Linked DNA regions of Macaca mulatta: region 1 is linked to region 2. A link is a contact called in public Hi-C data. All regions are on one chromosome and are shown on one strand. The core of a region is the stretch at or near the end of the contact, and the rest is flanking DNA. Distances in the headings are between cores, read along the strand shown.

Region 1 (5,270 bases), core at 734-3,233, 160 kb before region 2:
TGGAACTGAAGCTGGAGCTGCAGCCTGGGCCTTGGTTTGATCCTTGGCCTTGGTCTTTGGCCGGCACAGCCTGAGCCCCTTGGCAATGAGGGCACGAGCACGTTTCCCAAGCTTGGAGCAGGCAATGTAGGCAAGAGCTGACACCCTTTGGAATCTTGGGCTTAACCTCCTTGGGGTTTATGAGGGCAAGGCCTCAGCACGTGTGCTTATGGCCTTGGCATTGTCGCCCTGCATATTCTTTAGGCCCTTCTTGTTGTGCTTCTTGGCAAAGCACATGTTTGTCAGGAACTTGGGGTCCATTCGATTGAGAGATTCGTATCTTTGTGATTGGAGTTTCTTGATGCCATTTTCTGTGCCATTTTCGGGACTGGTTGTGTGTGGTGTTGTGCTTGGATTTGGCCATGTCCGCACCTTAACCTGCGGCTCCGGAAGCACCTAGAACTGGCTACACTCACTTTTCATGTCACTCCCTGAAACAGCTTCCAGTGGCTTCCAGGCACAGCTAAGTCCAAAGGCCTAGGTCTGCCAGTCAAGGCACTTCGCCCTCTACCTTTGGTGCCTCTCCTTGCTTCTTTCCCTTCTCCCCCGAGCCAGAATTCTGAGGGAATTCATTCATTCTACACACATTTGTGGAGAGGTGGCAGTGCCTGCTGCTATGAGCTGGGATACCTTTTCCACATTTTCCCATATCCAAATATGACCAATCATTGATGGCCCAGCTCAAGGGTCACCACCGGTTTCCCTTTCCCTGCCCTCACCACCCACACCTTCTCAGAACACTCATGCCATTCTGCCTTGTAGTACAGTTATGTGGAAGAATGTCACCTCCCCTGCGTGTCTGAATCCTCTGTGTAATTCCTACTCCGCTCAACATTGCATTTTGCAGAGGAGGAAAAACAACTCCCTCGATCGCTTGGAAATAGAACATTTGCTGGTCTAAATCCTCCAGACAGTGAGCTCCACGAGGGCCCTCGCTGCCCGCCCTCATTGCACACAGGGAAGCTGTTCAAGGGCCATCTGTTGAATGAATGAGTGAATTAATGACTTCATTCCTGTACTCTTCCTTACGCTTCCTTCTCACCATATTTAGCACTTGGCTCTCTAACAAAGTGAAAAAATTAAAAGTGGAAAGAAAATTGCTTCGGGTCACAAATGTGTCAAGCAAAAGCCACCGCAGAGCCGGAAGCGTGACATCGCCGCAGAACGCCCTGGCCTCCCGCCCTCCCCCGGGCGCCGCCCTGCCCGCGTCCGCGCTCGCGCCCAGCCCCCACCCCCGCCTCCTGGGCAGCAGAGGTCCCTGGGGACCCGGCCAGGCCGCCTCAAAACCGGCGTCCCCCGGTGACGCGGGGTCGGGCGGGGGCAGGGAAGCCCGGCGGGGAGCTCCTCTCTTCTCTGAGCTCCTCCTTGCCGATCTCCAACGGCCGGCGCGGGTCCCACCTGCGCCCCACGCCTCGGCACCGCGCCGGCCCGGCCCAGGGGCAGGGAAGCGTCCGTGCGCCCAGAGTCCTCGAGGCCCAGCTGGGGCCGCCCGTGTCCGTCCCCGCCCACACTCACCGTCGGCGCCCGGCGCTCCCGCGGCGCCGCGGGCCAGGCCGAGCAGCAGCAACAGCGGCAGCAGGCGGCGAGGCGGGCCTGCACCCCGGGGCCCCCGGCCCATGCCGCCGCCCGTCCCTCCCGGTGCGCCCGCGGCTCCTCCCGGGGCCCTCGGGGCGCAGAGATAAGGCTGCAGGCGCCGCGGGGAGGGGACCAGCCGGCGGCTTCCGGCTCCGCAGGGGGAAGCGGGGGGCGCTGCGGGGTCCCGGGGAGGCCGCAGGGCGCGGGTCCTTCCTCCTGGCAGGGTCTGAGCGCTGGACACGCCCGTTCCGTGTCGGTCTCTGGCTCCGCGCGTTCACTACTTAGCGCACCTGCTGCGTGCCAGGCCCTCTGGCCGCTCACATTCGCAAAGGTGGAAAGACACTCATCGGATAATGACACAGCTGGAGGCAGAGCCCCGGAGAGTGCTGGGGAGGAAGTGTCTCGGGGAATCCAAGCCACTCCGGGGCTCAGGGAGGCACCCCCGGGGAGACGGGTGAGGGGAACAAAGGGCAGAAATCTTCGAGGACGTGAAAGAGAGCTAGATGAGGTGACCGCAGCGCAAGGCCCAGGTGAGAGGTCGGAAGACCCAGGCCCAGGCCACCCAGGGGCGACACACTTGACCAGGTGACACCTGATCACCTGGTGTGAGAGAGAGGAGGACTGTGATGGAGGGAGGGACTGGCATCAGTCCCCGCTGCTCCGAGGAGCTTGGGTCCCACTGGGTCGCGCTGGGTCGCGCTGATGCCAGCCCCTCCCTCCATCACAGCCGTATTCCACCCCCAGGGAGGGAGTAAACCAAGACCCAAAGATGAGAAGGACGTTGGGGAGGAATCTAAGCGAGAGTTTGTTGTAGAAATGGGGAATGGGGACCTAGAGTGGGAGCAGAGGGTTGGAGACAGGCGTTGAGCTGCAGAGGGAAGTTAGCCCTCCTAACCCAAGTGAAGGAGGTCGCTGGGAAGCTGTCACAGTTTTAAGCAGGGAATGACTTCATCATTGACACATATCTGGCTGTTCCATGGCATTAGGATTGGGGTTGGGATTGGGATGTGGAAGGCAGAGTCCAGCCCGGAGCTGCTGCAGGAATCAGGCAATAGAAGACATGTCCTGGCCCGGGGCGGTGGCTCACACCTGTAATCCCAACACTTTGGGAGGTCGAGGCGGGTGGATCACTTGAAGTCAGGAGCTCGAGACCAGCCTGGCCAACTTGGTGAAACCCTGTCTCTACTGAAAACAAAAAAAAAGAAAAGAAAAAAATTAGGTGAGCGTGGTGGCAGGCACCTGTAATCCCAGCTGCTGGGGAAGCTGAGGTGGGAGAATCACTTGAACCCAAGAGGCAGAGGTTGAAATGAGCCGAGCTCGCACCACTGCACTCCAGACTGGGCGACAGAGTGAGACTCTAGATAGATAGATAGATAGATAGATAGATAGATAGATAGATAGATAGATCGATCGATCGATCGATCGATCCTACAGCTGGGCATTGACAAATGAGTGTGAAGACATCAGTGTGTAAGAATGGAATCCACTGGGTTTTGTGACTAATGAGAGAGGAGGAAATAAATAAGATCCGGTTTGAAGGCTTTGAGCTTGTGATGTCTGTGGGAGAGCATCCGAGAGCAGGCACCCCACTACTTCCCCCCATATCCTCACTTGCTTACTCTCTGCCATGAGCCTGCCCTAAATCTAACCACTTTCAAACACACCCATACAAGGGCTAGAGTGGTGGAGTCATAGTAGTTAAAAATCAACTTCAAGCTGGGTGAAGTGTGGCGTGCCTGTAGTCCCAGCTACTAAAGAGGCTGAAGGGCAGGAGAATTGCTTGAGCCCAGGAATTCAAGGCCCATGTGGGCAATAGAGTGAGACCCTCCTCTGTTAAAACAAACAAACAAACAAACAAAAACAACAAAGAAAAAAACTCATCTTCCTAGGCTTTTTTTTCCTCTTGGGGAGACAGGGGTTGGTTCTGTTGCCCAGGCTGGAGTGCACAGCTCACCACAGCCTCAACCTCCTGGGCTCAGGCAGTCCTCCAGCCTCAACCTCCCCAGTAGCTGGGACTACAGGGGTGCAGCATCATGCCCAGCTCATTTAAAAAAAAATTTTTTTTTTTTTGTAGTGACAGGATCTGGCTATGTTACCCATGCTGGTCTCCAACTCCTTGGCTCAAGCAATCCTCCCACTTGGGTCTCCCAAAGTGCTGGGATTACAGGAGTGCGCCACTGCATCTGGCCTCACAAGTGCTTTTCTTAGCAGGTTTTCTTGAAAATTATTTTTGATCAACAAAGACAGGCGCCTGTTTGGGGAGCAGTTGATGGTGTGGTGTGTCTCTATTATTTAGACACATTTTTAAAGTTCAGCTCTCCGTAAACTTGGAACTTAGAAATCATGTGATTGTTTCAACAAATACACCATTCACTTAAGATTTTTAACCAACCTATACCACTTCATCCCCACTGTGGCCCCTTGCAAAATAAATAAATTTAAATATATATGTATACACATACATTTTTTATTGATAATGTCAGGAAAAATTGTCCAAAACTTGGAAATGGGCAAAAGAGATTACTGGGTATCCTTTCAGTGGGGCGCTGGGTGCACCTTCGCTGGACTTCCTGTTGACTAGGCTATTTTGCAGCACTAGAGGGCTAGAAATTAACTTGCAGAAAACTGATGATAATGCAAAAGATTTATGTCCATAGCAGTGAAAATGAATATTTTCCAGGAGAAATATAAGTGATCAGTCCTTTCTGCCAGAAAATAAATAAGTTAAACCCACTAATTTCATTTTGTCCTATATGATATTAACTAGTTAACCAGTTTGGCACCTATTAGCAAATTCATGTCATCATTCCTGATGTCAGATTTTCCTTTGAACCTTAACATCTTACTAATTTTCCTTTGAGGTCAACAACTTACTGAGTCCTCCATTAATCAATTACTTGAATAGAATCTTATATAGGTTTTCATCTTATAGTTGCCTAAGTCATGTTTTCAATTTTTTGAAAATTACATTTCAGTACAATCCATCTTACTCTATATTCCACATTAGATTGTATGACTTTCATCTTTTCTTTTCATTGGCTGATTTTTACATATCAAATATATATTTTTGGTTTAAAAAATACTTCTTACTCAATGGTGAGTTCATTGGATCACATAATGAAAAATTATCTCCTCATCCAACAGTATTTGTCACAAGAATTAAAACAGAATATTTTAACCATTGTTAAATTTGTAGGAACAGTGGGATTATTGCTGACAAAGTATTTGACTTAAGAAAAATGTTCTTTTAAGAGAGCATGGTTAATATACCAGCATTTTCTTAAAAAGAGCTCGAAAGAAGCTTTCTTCTTCTCCTTCCTCCTCTCCTCCATTTCCTCCTCATTCTTCTTCTTTCTTTAATACAGGAGGATCTCACTCTGTCACCCAGGGTGGAGTGCAGTGGTGCAATCATGGCTCACTGCAGCCTTGACCTCCCAAGCTCAAGCGATCCCTCCACCTCAGCCTCCCAAGTAGCTGGGACTACAAGCACATGCCATTATGCCCATCTAATTAAAAAAAAAAAAATGCAGAGACAGGGTCTTGCTGTGTTGCCCAGGCTAGTCTTGAACTATTGGCCGCAAGGGATCCTCCTGCTTCAGCGTCCCGAAGTTCTGGGATTGCTGTTGTGAGCCACCATGCCTGGCTAGGACTTAGTG
Region 2 (5,638 bases), core at 1,429-3,928:
ATTTACCACCCAAAATTGCTCACCAAAATATAGTTAAGACAGTCTCTCAGAACTAAAATAAATACAAACATCACATTTCAGACATCAAAATTTTCAAAGATTTGCTTTTTAAAAATATTCTATCACGTCAAAACTATGTTTAAGTATAAATTATCTCTCAGGAGGAAATGAACACATACACACACACAAGAGACAGTTGGGATTTGAGGAGGAACTAGAAAGATATGTTGACTGGTGGCTTGTGGTTTGTTTTTTAACTATCCAAAAAAGGAAGAAGGATCTTTTTCAGGCTGTTGGAAAATGTAGAAATTTAATTAGTCTCCTGAAGGCAAAAATGCACTGTATTCTTAAACCACATCCCTTAAGACCAGGGTGTGAAAATCCCCTTTAAAGTCCTGCCATACAAAAACTCTTCTTTTCTAAGCCCCAAGAAACTGTCTTCGATTGATGTTTCTTTCTTATCTCCTAGAAGAAAGCTACAAATACATTCTACATATTGTTAATAACCTATGTCATCATTACCTCATAAAAGTTAACAAATGACTCTAGATGATGTAAAAAGTGTTTTAAAAATACCACGTGGATTTTTTATTTTTCCTTGTAACTTCTGAAACTTGAAATTCATTTGTCTAAAATTTAAATGTGAAAAGTAACTGGACCCTTGCTGCATAAAAAATAAGATTGTTTAACACTACGATTATTGGTTCTGATGCAAAGGGCAACTTATGCTCCGACCTGAACTTCCAAATGAACTTACCTTCCAGTCAGTATCTGTATAACTGCCTTGCATATTGAAACCAATAAACCCAATACTACCTCTAAAACCACAAATAGGGTGAAGGGAGAGTTAACTTCTTAAACACTATCAAAAAGTAAGTTTGCACTTCACAGTTATCTTAGAGTTTAACAGCAAAGACGCAAAATTCAAGAGTCCTCTTTATTAAAACTATAAATTTTATGACACAAAAGAATAGCCTGCATCCATATTTAAGTCAAACCCTCCAGACAATTAACTACACATAATGAAATGCTAATTTCACAGCCTGCCTGAACCAAAATATTAGTACGACACAAATCTTTACGACCACAAAATGTTTCAACATATAAAATCTAACTGAATAAGGCAATGTGAAATAAGTTTTCAACAATATTCTCGAAGAAACTTCAAACAATAAAAACAGCTTCAATTCCCCCCAAAATATACACACCTACTGTGGACCCAAAAGTTATAATTTTAAGAAAATTTTTAAAGCTTCAATTAAATAAAAATAAAGAACATCCCAATCATGAATAAAATCTAAAATTCCACTTCGATATCTGGAGCAGTGTGCAATCTGTATTCAAATGAATCAATCCGAAATGTCATATACACTTAATATTGTGAAAGTAAAATAAATGAAATCTAATGAGGTCAAAACCTGTTGGAAGATTTCATCTTCTTCAAATAGCATAACAATTATCAACTATATGGCAACATGTGAACGACTTTTACTGTTCTAGCAAGTTGCATATATTCCACAACCTTACAGAAATCTTGTCATCGAAAGTAGGTAACAAGCCAAACAAAACCTCAAATACATAAAGGGAATAAACCGAGTTGGAGATTTTTTTTTTAATCTGTAGGTACAGACACTACAACCTTCAATTAATTCACCAAGATCCTAACATAGTTGTTACTTTAATTACCAAAATATGTCAAGTCCCACCCCATATCCCTGAGTCCCCAGAGCACCGTTCATATACATAGACTCTAAATCTTTTTATTTTGGTCACGGACCCCCATTAAATTTTTGAGCATTTGAAAGGCCCCCGAAAATCGCTCGTACATCATATTTTACATACGCGGGCAGAGAATTCATTAAGTTTCTTGGGGAGAGAGAATGGTGAGGGGGAAGCGTCCACGGTCACTAAGTCCAGATCCCTGATGTCGAGAAAACGTTAACGTATCTCACAGCACAAGTCGGGAGACCTCGGCCAAGTCCCGCGGCGGCCCGGGGACCCCGCGTGGGACCGCGGCTTGAGACCAGGTCGCCGCCCAGACGGGTACCGACGCCTGCACCCGCCGTCGGCCGCTCGCCCCACCTCGCCGGTAAACAGCAACTCCCCCGGCAGGAGGACGCCCGCCCCGCGCGCCGCCTCCGCCTCCCCCAGCGCCGCGCACCATTTTCTGAGAGGAAGTGTCGGGAGGCCGAGCTGGGCTCCCCGGACTCGGGGCGCGGAAGGCGGACCTCGGCACCGCGGCCGGACCGGGCTTTCTTCCGCTCCCGGGTGTGTCGAGTAAGGCTGGGAAGGAGCGGACGTGTCCCGGGCACCGCGTGGGGAAAAGAGAGGCTGCGGCGGACCGCGCCTCGGCGATTCCGGGATCCCCACAGAGACGCCCGGAAGCCCCACCGTCGGGCTTGGCCGGGGCCGCTCCTCCGGCCGCCGGCGCCGCGCACGGCTTCCCAGCCCTTGCGCGTCCCGCCGAGAGCCGGGTGGAAGCGGCGCCAGAGCAACCCGGTGCGGCCGCCACGCCGCCTAGCACTTACCCATCCATGGCCCAGACGGAGGCGCGCACAGAGCAGGGACTGACGGGCTAACCGCAAGCGGAGGAAGCAGGCGGCGGCAGCAGGGCGGTTCCGGGGACAAGCGAGCGTCGCCTCTGCGGAGCCCCGGCCGGTCCGAGGTGGAAGGAGAGTGGGAAACAGGGGCGGGGACCGGGCACGCTCCCGCCACCGCCGCGCCCCCGCCTTCCCCACCCCGCGAGCGCGTCCCCGTCTGGCCCGCCCCCGCCCCCTCAGCGTCCCCGCCCTCCCTCGGGGCCCGCCCCTGCGCTCGCGCCCACCCTCGCCCGGCTCGCAGCCGGCCTCCGGCTCGGCTCTGGGGCGCCCTCTTCCAGCGGTCGCTGTAAGACCCCGCCTCTCGGCCCCTCATCCCGGCGCGCGCGCGCGCCCCCAGCCTCCCTCCTGCGTTCGCGGGAGCGCGCGCCTTGTGCTTCCCGCTCCGCCGCGCGCCCCACCCGCCCTCTCGCGGCCCCGCGGGCCTTCCGGCTTCGCAGACCCGGGCTGCCGGGTTTGAATGCCTCCCTCTGCCGGCGGGAAAAGCCTTGGGGACCCGACTCCCAAGAGTAGGCAGGAATGTCCCGCGAGGACCCCAGAAACGAGGTAGAATTGCCCCGCGTGCGCAAGGCTGTAGATGGCACGTCCAGGGGCCAGCCTCTGGCCGCTTCGCGCTGGAGTCGACCGCTGGTACCGGCAGCAGCCCCATAGGTGTGGCTGGGGCGATGAATGAGGTGAAAGAGGCCGCCCGGACTGGAATTTGTATACACTCTAAGTATCTGAGTGCATTTCGACCTGACCGTCTAGTATTGAATGTACATGAAAAATTCATTGTAGAAACATGGAATGGCTATATTTCTAGCATTTTAAAAAAGTTTACTCATTATTCGCTTTTTTCAGATGAAAATATGGATATAAAGAGAGTGATTTGCTCACAGTTTCACAACCAGGAAACGTTTGCATCAGAGAGCCCTCTCCTCTGGTCTGAGCAAAAAGTATATATATAATACAACGAGTGACAACACGCTTGCTTTTTTCCCTTTTTAGTGTGAAATAGAATACTTTTTCAACTCAAAGATCACCAAAACGTAACCCACTAAACTGTTAAGCAAAAGTCTTAACCTCCTGAGTAAAAAAGAGCGGGGCTCCTCCCCGTGGCTTCGTCATTTGAAAAGCAACTAACAAGAACTTCAAACATCTATCCTTGCTAATTTCCTGCTTTCAGATCAGTAGGTGCTACTAAAAAGATCTAAACTGTGGACTCATTCATCATTCAGTCAGTATTAACCTACTATGTGCCGGGCACTGCATGGATACAAAAGAAAATCAGGTTCCAGCCGTCACTGTTGAATGGATTCCTCAGTCAGTTTATGTATGTTTTTGGCATAAAACTTTTCACATAGGTAGAGTGATTCGGTGAGGTCATTCTTAAAGTACTGTATCTAACCTCAGTCCCTCTTCCAAAATGTCAAATATATTTTGTTTTGTATATTAAATCTAAATATTAAGTTGCATTTGTAAACATTGCCAGATGGAAATGTAGAATCAACAAGATAAGTAGCTGATGCAGTCTTTCTATCGCTGTATTTGGGATATATTCTGTTGATGAAATTTCCTTAACTTTTTTTTTAGCTACACAAGTAATATCAGCATAAATGCTCATTTTGGAAAATTCAAATGATATAAAATATTGAAAAGTTATTAATTATATTTTTCTTCCCAAACCACCCCCGCCCATGTCTACCACTGTAAAAATTTTGCGTGCATCCTTCGAGACCTTTACCTTTTTTTTTTTTTTTTTTGAGACGGAGTCTTGCTCTGTCTCCCAGGCTGGAGTACAGTGGCACAGTCTGGGCTCACTGCAACCTCCACCTCCCGGGTCAAGTGATTCTCCTGCCTCAGCCTCCTGAGTAGCTGGGATTACAGGCGCCCGCCACCACGCCCGGCTAGTTTTTGTGTTTTTAGTAGAGACGGGATTTCACCATGTTGGTCAGGCTGGTCTCGAACTCCTGACCTCGTGATCCACCCACCTCGGCCTCCCAAAGTGCTGGAATTACAGGCGTGAGCCACCGCGCCGGGCAACCTTTACCATTTTTCTTTTTTTTCTTTTTCTTTTTCTTTTTTTTTTTTTCACCTAAAAATCCTGGATTATGGCCGGGCGTGGTGGCTCATGCCTGTAATCCCAGCACTTTGGGAGGCCAAGGCGGGCAGATCATTTAAGGTCAGGAGTTCAAAGCCAGCCTGGCTAACATGGTGAAACCCCCGTCTCTACTAAAAATAGGAAAATTAGTCCGGCTTGGTGGCGCACGCCTGTAATCCCAGCTACTCGGGCGACCGAGACACGGGAATCTCTTGAACCCAGTAAGTGGAGGTTGCAGTAAGCCGAGATCGTGCCACTGCACTCCATCCTGTGTGACAAAGGGAGACTCCAGGCTGGAGTGCAGTGGCGCAATCTCAGCTCACTGCAACCTCCACCTCCCAGGCTCAAGCGATTCCCCTGCCTCAACCTCTGGAGTAGCTAGGATTACAGGCGCCTGCCACCCTGCCTGGCTAATTTTTGTATTTTTAGTAGAGACGGGGTTTCACCATGTTGGCCAGGCTGGTCTTGAATTCCTGACCTCAAATGATCCACCCACCTCGGCCTCCCAAAGTTCTGGGATTACAGACGTGAACCACTATGGCCAGCCTCATAATTTCATTTCATAATTTAACCTTTTCCAAAACAGTGGAAATTACATTGTTTCCAAGTATTCAAAATAACACTATTGCAGAAAATATCATGAATGTATGAATATCTTTGCACGCGTATTATTACATCTGAGGAATAGATCCCTAGAAGTAGAATTGAGAAACAAAGGATATAAGCCTTTTTATCCTTTATATACTCCCACAATCCTTTATATAAAGCCTTTATAGCCACTATGATTCAAATTTGATAATTTTTTTGAAAATGATTCCCAAAAGGCTGCACCAATTTACAGTTTATTTAAAAAAAAAAAATTGGCTGGGCATGATGTCTCACACCTGTAATCCCAGCACTTTGGGAGGTCAAAGCGGCAGCATTGCTTGAGCTCAGGAGTGTGAGAACAGCCTGGGCAACA

Evidence for each region. Hi-C and Micro-C count contacts between places; a contact is called where the count stands out from the background.
Region 1: a contact with region 2 is called in a Hi-C map of blood, with 2.0 times the contacts expected there. The contact joins the promoter of SUSD1 here to the promoter of PTBP3 in region 2. A contact is called at or near these places in 2 of 14 Hi-C or Micro-C datasets (CD4 T cells and blood).

Annotation. Positions count from the first base shown.
Region 1 is chr15:46,136,082-46,141,351 of T2T-MMU8v2.0, reverse strand. It overlaps SUSD1 (sushi domain containing 1), which reads right to left and starts at 1,983. Exons shown (of 14, transcript XM_077968340.1): 1 at 1,555-1,983. The coding sequence starts at 1,657.
Region 2 is chr15:45,976,651-45,982,288 of T2T-MMU8v2.0, reverse strand. PTBP3 (polypyrimidine tract binding protein 3) reads right to left here and starts at 2,678. Exons shown (of 14, transcript XM_077968333.1): 1 at 2,529-2,678.